Regions from separate parts of the Mus musculus genome. Here region 1 is linked to region 2. The links are chromatin contacts, called in public promoter capture Hi-C maps. All regions are on one chromosome and are shown on one strand. The core of a region is the stretch at or near the end of the contact, and the rest is flanking DNA. Distances in the headings are between cores, read along the strand shown. Region 1 holds the start of Idi1 (isopentenyl-diphosphate delta isomerase). Region 2 has its middle 190 kb from the start of Pfkp.

Region 1 (3,920 bases), core at 1,097-3,596, 2.0 Mb before region 2:
ATGACTACAGCAACTATTGGTGAAACAACCTGGGAAAGAGTAATATGAACAAAGAAGAATTTTTTCCCCAATCCTTGAAAGACCGAGGAAAAACTTTCCTAAGTAATCAGATAAATAGAATTTTAAGTTAATTATAACAGGTTTCCAGAAGTATTTTCTAAAAGACATTTATGGGTAAGTTTTAAAGCTTTCTTAATCAAGATCAAAACACAGAGATAATTCAGATTAGATTAGACTCAGTGGATAAGGTTACTTATTATAAAATACAAGTGAAGCCGTGTGCCTGGCTGATTCTTTTAGATGTTGGCTCAAAAAAGTTCAGTCGGATTAAATAGTTCCCAGCAAACTCTACCTTATTCATTAAGTATACCAACCTGGAAAGGTAATTTTAGCATCTGATCTCTGCTGTAACAGGAGCTTATTTTCAGTATTAAACAAGAAGACACTAAAAGCTCGATGTAATAATCCTAAAAGCAAAACAAATATGATTGGTCAGATTTTGCCAGCTATTTGTCTGGTTTTCCCTCCTGAAGTTGAGAATATGATTATTCTCAATCATATTTTGACAGTTCTGCTGCTTCCCAGTCTTCTAACATGAAGTTCTCTGTGGCTGAACCCAGACCATTTGGTATCCTGCTGTGTGTGTGTGTGTGTGTGTGTGTGTAGGATCATATTTTCCTTCAATACCTACTCCTCTCTCTAATCTTCTGAAAGACAGACTTGAGAACTATGATAATATCTATTCCTTCTTTATGATCCCCAAATAACTCTGAAGCCACTTAGTGGAGGGAAATATTACAGGAGAGGTAGAAAGGTAGATTTTACTTGTACACACCATTTAACTGGAATGAAAGGTAAGACAGCATTAAGAAATGAATCTCTCAGTACTTGGGGGGCAGATGTCTGTGACAACCAGCCAGTCAGAGCTATACACAGTGAGACCCTCTTCAAACCCCAGAAGAGAAAGCATTCCTTTCATCTCAGGATTTTTCTTAGCTAAATGTCCAGACAAGTCACTTTATAACAAAGAATACTTTAAGACAGTACCTTTGTCGATGTTTTCATTAAGGTGACAGTTTTTCTTGGTGTCAGCCCCAATTTTATTGTCATTTTCATCAATAAGAATACACATCTCCGCTAGAAGCTGAACCTGTTTTTCATCAAGATGGCTGGTATTTATTTCAGGCATTGTGACAGAATGTCTGATCTGACCTAGAACACTAACACAGAGAAAAGTCATTGTATTAGTTTGACATTCTAACACAAACACTGTTAGAAGTGAAAGTGGACTTCAATTACAACATTCATAAACTAATTTAAAATCCTCTCTAGGGCAGTTTTCAAATGTGAGCAATTTGTAAACTTTCTGAAATAACATCTTGAACTCCTAATGCCAGGATATAAAGAATGAACTTCAGAATCACAGGATAAAGTGATATTTTCTCACCCACTTAAAGATGTTTAAAGTACAAATGCACATCACCGAACTCAAGAAAAAGATCTAGACACATAACGAAGACGCGTTTCCATCTCTTTATAAACCCACGTGGACGTTTACCAACCACAACACCTGCAAAGCACTCTTAAACTAGAAGAAAGCTTAGGGGTAGACCTATTTATTCATTTTTGGAAGAAGACAAGTGAAGTACTCCATACTGGAGGGAAGAACAGATTTTTCTCAGGTCCCTTTTTATAACTCAACTCCCCAAGGGCTATGAACCATTACATTTCACGACTGCTGAATCGCTCGTCAGGGAGTTTCCATGGACAACCCTGAGAACCCGATGGGACTCAGTCGGCCACCCAACGCTTTCCAGGACCAGGCACCCAGCCCCGAACGTCAGAGGCCACCATGGCGAGTCAAGCTGGGAAACCGCATCACCTCAGCCTCATACAGCCACCCACCCTTCTTGGTCCCCTCTCGCCATCCTTCCCCAAATAGAAGGGAGGCTTACCAGAGATTCCGGCTGCAGGTGCTGAGAAGCTGTGCGGAGAGCTGTACTTCAATCCTCTCCGCAGCATGCTCCGCCTCCAGGCCCCGCCCTCTAACAGCATATCCAATCGCTCGCGCCAGTGTCCGTCCGCGCCACATGCCTCCAGCCAATTGCCAATCTAGCACAAGCCTGACGTCACGGCCGCGCCAGGTTAGCGCGCGGTGGCACCACTTGCCCTGCGTGTGGCTCTGAAAGAAGCGCTGGAGGTCTCCAGGAGTGATTGCGGCCCTGGGACCCGAGCGAGGGTGTTGGCGACTCCCAGTGGACAGCTGAGACGGCCCGCACGTCTAGCTGCTCCGCGGTGGGGAAGCTTCCTTTCTGGGGAGGCTTCTTGAGGAGGGTTCGACCTGTCGGTCGCCAGCCAATGGCACCTTGGACCATGCCCGGGCTCGCCAATCAGCTGGAGGCAAGGCTAGGGCGGGTCCCTGACTCTCCTTGAGTGTCTGTGCGTGATGATGTCAGATGCCTTGAGAAGCGCGCTCTGACAACTACAGTTTTCTCACTGGAATTCCTGTGGGTTGGTCTTGATGGAAATTAAGAAAATTCAAGAGATCATTGCTAATGGGTTAGTTTGGAAGCTTTACTCCTGCCTTCTCAACATGTTATTCCGGTCTGTTTCCAGTTAGAAGGTGCTGTAGATTTGCAGCAGCAATAATTCCCAAGGCGTTTTGCAATGTGGAGTAATTGTCCAGCAAAGTTAAATGAAGTAGAGGCCGATTGGGGAACCAGCGTTTGGACTGAATTAATTTGACAGTTGTTAAACCATCGTGTGACAGTCCATTCTTAATAAATTCAGCGACTCAAGTTACTATAAGATAGGAATTTTTCACTACAGATTATATGTGAAGCTTTTGTAAATTTGGTAGCACACGTCTTAAACCACAGCACTCAGGAGACAGAGGCAGGCGGATCTTTGAGTTTGAGGCCAACCTGGTCTACAAAATGAGTTCCATGGCAGCTGGGGCTACACAGAGAAACCCTGTCTGGAAAAACGAATTAATTATTACATATACAATTGGGGAAAAGTTTATGTCTCGAACAACCAAGTAAATAAAAGAACAAATAGGGGCTGGAGAGATAGCTCAGCAGTTGAGAGCACTGGCTGCTCTTCCAGAAGTCCTAATTTCAATTCCCAGAAACCACATAGTGGCTCACAACCATCTGTAATAGAATCTGATACCCTCTTCTTGTGTGTCTGAAGACAGTTACAGTGTACTCATACAGAAAATAAATATATCTTTAAAAAATAAATGAATAAATATAATAACAGTTATTATTAGTTACAGTAGTAATTATCATTATGATTTGGTGTAATTGTGAAAAAGTTAATTTAAGCTATTACCCCAGTCACGTTTATTATTTTTGTAGTATATATGTGTAGTGTATGCATTATGTGCAAGTGTGTGTTCAGGTACATAATGCCTTCCTCTGTTGCTTTTATTAACATTTTACTTTTACAATATTAACATTAATATTAATGTCAACACAATGCTCAGAGGCTAGTGGAGCTTAAAGGACAACTAAGAGAGTTCTCCCAGCAAGCTCAGGTCTTGAGGGTTGGGAGCAGGCGTCTTTACCCACTGAGCTACCTCACCAGCCCCTCCATCCCATCTTTTCATAGAGGGCATCTCACTGAATTAGAAGCTCATTGATTTAGCTAGATTTTTTTTTTAAAGATTTATTTATTTATTATATGTAAGTACACTGTAGCTGTCTTCAGACACTCCAGAAGAGGGAGTCAGATCTTGTTACAGATGGTTGTGAGCCACCATGTGGTTGCTGGGATTTGAACTTCCGACCTTTGGAAGAGCAGTCGGGTGCTCTTACCCACTGAGCCATCTCACCAGCCCCTGATTTAGCTAGATTCTATGGCCAGCAAATCCTCATGTCTCTGCTCCCCAGTTTGCAGATACACACTGACATGTC
Region 2 (4,107 bases), core at 1,505-4,004:
CAAAAACAAGTTGGCGTAGAGTGGGTGGACACACGGCCTCGGGGTCAGTGTCTAAGAACTCTGTGAAGAGCAAAATCACTAACAGCTGTCACTGAATTAAGCTGCTTCTATTTTGATTCATAATACAAGGGTCTGACCTCATGTTATTTTGAAAAGCATATGAGCAAAACAGCTCTAAAATACAAAACTCTCCAGGGTAAGATGATTGAAGACTCACAGTATTTTTCATCTGGAATAGTTTTGCTTTTCCAAGAAAAGGACCGGATCATTCATTCCTAATGACTACAAAAGAGCTTGGACAATGCAAACTGTCTCCCCTCCGCAGCTCCATCTCCTTCAGATCTTACAGAACCAATTGCAGTACCCAACAGCTCTGGGAAATGTTAAAGGAACATTCTCACTCAGTCCCATTTGTCCTAAAGTGAAACTATGCCCTTTGATGGCTTTGCCTTTGTGCACAACTTCTTCCTCTCCATATTCTTCCATATCCAAGCCATCCTCATTAAATCCCATCAGTCTGTTTGTACACATTAATGAGAACACACATGCACTCAATACTTCATGAGGACGTAAGAACTGCAAATAAGACAGACATCTGTCTAGACAACACTGGTTCAATTCTAAGCCCCTCAGAGTTCTGGATGATGGTAATGACACATACTTAATAAGTCTTTCACCAACTTACTTTTTCTATTAAGTTTTTAATCTGTTACTATACTGTGAGTAGGAACCGTATTTCCCAAAAGCAACTCACTAAGAAATCTTTGACAACTACCTCTGACATTTTCTCACAAGCTCTAACTATGCTGCCAATACTCAGGATGCAATATTGTGCTCTGGAAAAATAAATAACACATTCAACAGGTGCCCCAGTAGAACTGACGCCAGAAGAAAACACATGATTTGGAGGAAAATTTTACCCTCCTTGACAACAAAGTCATCCACCCAAGCTCGGTCATGTCCTACAAATGTAAACAGTGGGAAGATGAGCATCTCGGGGTAAGATGAGAACCAGGATATCTGCAAATTTAAGAATTCAGGGAATGGCCAGAGCCAGTGCAATGTAAAGCAGAAGCCATGGCCGGGCTTCTAGGGCAGTGTGCCCCATTCCAAAGACAGGAAAAGGTCATTGAACTTCACAAATTCTTGAACGACATCTGGAAAGGACTCTCACCCTCTCCAACTTTCACAGCACTTCTGGACTTGTCTTCTCTAGGATGCTCCTTGGATAATGAACTATGTACCAAGGATAGTCAAGGGGGAAAACATTCAGTAAATTTTCTCCACTGCAGAATAGAGCATGGTTCTCTGACATACATATCAATGCCTCGTGTGAAGCTTCAGAGCATGTGTGTATATGTGTTCTTCAAGACCCCAGTATTGCAAGAAAGAAAGAGAGAAAGAGAGAAAGAAGGAAAGAAGGAAAGAAAGAAAGAAAGAAAGAAAGAGAGAGAGAGAGAGAGAGAGAGAGGGAAAGAGGGAAAGAGGGAAAGAAAGAGGGAAAGAAAGAGGGAAAGAGGGAAAGAGGGAAAGAGGGAAAGAGGGAAAGAGGGAAAGAGGGAAAGAGGGAAAGAGGGAAAGAGGGAAAGAGGGAAAGAGGGAAAGAGGGAAAGAGGGAAAGAGGGAAGGAAAGAAAGAAAGAAAGAAAGAAAGAAAGAAAGAAAGAAAGAAAGAAAGAAAGAAAGGAAGAAAGGAAGAAAGGCTAGCATAGAACCTGGCCATTTGCCTCATATAAAGGTCAATAGATAATTCCGATGCACCACTAGGGTTAAAGACCAAGACTGATAACACCAGAAGAAACAGATATAGCTGGGTAAGAACTGAAAGATTCCCAGCCATCTAAATGCACACGAGCATAACCATAGAGGCCCAGGATCTCAGGAGCAGCGTAGATATGATGCAGGCTACCTAGGGTATAAACAGGGAGAGGCAAGGAGACACTGCATGAACTAGTGTGACAAGCACAATCATAGTGGGTCAGCTTTTTCCTGTTCTATAGAGCAAATATCTGTCCATTTCCCGTTGACCGCATATGGGTGACTCAGGACTTTCCCACTACCAAAGATAGAACTGCAAAGTATGGCCAGTGGCCTAGTGACTTTGGAATCTTGTTTGAACACCTCGCAGTGTAGCCATGATCACCTTCATAGCTCTCTACCTGCTTTCTTGACTTAATATATAAAGAAATGGTTTTTTTCTCACACATGTGTGTGCACATACATTTCTATGTGTGCATGTATGTGCTTATGGATGTGGAGGACAGAGAATAAACCTAGGATGTCATTACTCATGAAACATCCACCTTATTTTCTGACACACATTTCTTCATTACCCTGATGCTTAGCCAGTCAGCCTAGGCTGGCTGGGTATTGAGCCCTGGCCACTGCTTTTTTCTTAGCCTTCATAGGACTGGTATTGATGTGAGTACCTCCGTGCCTGACTTTATTTACATAGGTTCTAGGGGTAAAACTCAAGCCCTCATGCCCACTATCAACTGAGATAACTCCCAGCCCTAGAAATTCTTGCTTAAAGAGGGGGCATCAGAGTGTAAACTTTAAGAAAGAATGCATTTTACCTGGTAATTATGAAACAAAAATGGTTTAGCCACCTTAAGCTGAAAATGACTTCTGCCAAGGTTTTATGACAACCTGCTATAAAAACTGAAGACTGGCTCTTGGGTATGTCACGAGCACCCTCTTCTGGAAGTAGTGGGCAGAACATGAGGCTGTTTCCAGGCTGGCCAGATCCTGCCACTCAGACAACAGCCCTGTCCTACAGTGGTACTGCTTTGCAATGGGAAGTAAGTCTGGGGCCGCTACAGAGCTAGCAAGAGAAAGCCTCAAAAACAAAGGACCATCTGTTTAGTTGTTCTCAATTAGGCAATTTTGTGAGAAAATTGAGAAAACGATCAGTTTGACACTGCAATTACCCAAAATAACTAAATTCTGTCTTCTCTTCTTCCTATGTCAAATCATTTTAATTTACAAGAGAAAGGAAGGGAGACATTAACAACTTTTAATTACCAGGACCCTGATTTGTTTGTTCCCTTTGAAGCTGTGAGACATTGAAAGTTGAGATGCAGTGCAGGTCACAATCACAGCCTCGCAGGGTGGCGGGTGGCAGCCTAACTTGAAAGGTGCTTAGATTCACTTTAATCACCTCCGCTCTTGAGATTCCAGGCAGAGTAGCTCTGATTTTCCTGTCCTCCTTCTCACAGGGGACTCTTGGAAATTTAGATGGAGACATCTGAACTTTCTTAACTTTTTTTTCTGCAAACAGTACAGCTATGACTGTTCTCTTTGCACATTTTAGACATTCTATTACTTAAAAGATGTGACCTTGGCAGTAAGATGTCACCAGTTCCCTTGAGCCGCTGAATCCTCGGGCATCTAAAGACTTGAATCACACAAGTTTAGTAACCAGGAAGTATGATGCACCGATTCATCTCGTTCAAAGAGCTCCCTTGTAAGGTTCGAAGCATTTGTGGTAAAAACTAGCACAGTGGCTTCATCAAACAGTCACTGCAGGTTAGACAATGGCATACTCAGTAGTTAGCCTTATAATCCACATCAAACACATTACCTTCTCCATGGGCTTAGAGTGTGTTTGAAAACCACGATCCTGGTTTTCTGGATGAATATATGCAGACTCGGAATAGTGAGACAGTTCTTACAATTGAAGACAGGAGTCAGCCTTCCTCCCTGGGATGTCTTCTGCATATATATTTTACTCTTTCTTCCCCAAACTCAGGGATCTTCAAAGCCAATGCAGGAACAAGCTGGAGAACCATCTTTGTTTGCTTTGTTTCTTTTGTGGTGCTAAGGATCAAGCCCTTAGTTCCAAGAGCAGCACACTGCCACTAAGCTATACAACCTTAGCAAGCCACACCTTGATTTGTTTGATACAAAGCTTTCGTTTTGAGAAGTGTACAACTCTAGCACTGCCTGTAGATTTGCTACACATGTTCGCTATCTGCTAAGATCATTATTTACCCAGTGAGTTATTAAAAACAAAAGAAATGGGACAAAGACATAGTAATATAGATCTGAATTTCAAATATTCACAAGGTAGAAGCCATAGGACCAAGAGTTCAAGGCCAACCTGGAA

Evidence for each region. Promoter capture Hi-C pulls out the DNA fragments that hold promoters and counts their contacts.
Region 1: a promoter capture Hi-C map of second pharyngeal arch cranial neural crest shows a contact between it and region 2. The contact joins the promoter of Idi1 here to the enhancer-like site in region 2. A contact is called at or near these places in 5 of 39 promoter capture datasets (cranial neural crest, embryonic stem cells, frontonasal cranial neural crest and 2 more) and 6 of 115 datasets of contacts at active chromatin or transcription factors (T-cell acute lymphoblastic leukemia, astrocytes, embryonic forebrain and 3 more).

The regions. Positions count from the first base shown.
Region 1 is chr13:8,884,032-8,887,951 of GRCm38.p6, reverse strand. It overlaps Idi1 (isopentenyl-diphosphate delta isomerase), which reads right to left and starts at 2,346. Exons shown (of 5, transcript NM_145360.2): 1 at 1,956-2,346; 2 at 1,048-1,220; 3 at 375-467; 4 at 1-29. The coding sequence starts at 2,092.
Region 2 is chr13:6,835,533-6,839,639 of GRCm38.p6, reverse strand. No RefSeq gene overlaps it. Among named protein-coding and RNA genes, the nearest start is that of Pfkp, 190 kb to the right of the region's middle. Within about 2 kb of position 2,754, at least 26 of the 459 cell types and tissues checked have an H3K27ac peak or open chromatin away from gene starts, as enhancers often do. A contact at or near this core is called in embryonic limb bud and second pharyngeal arch cranial neural crest, where this site is marked.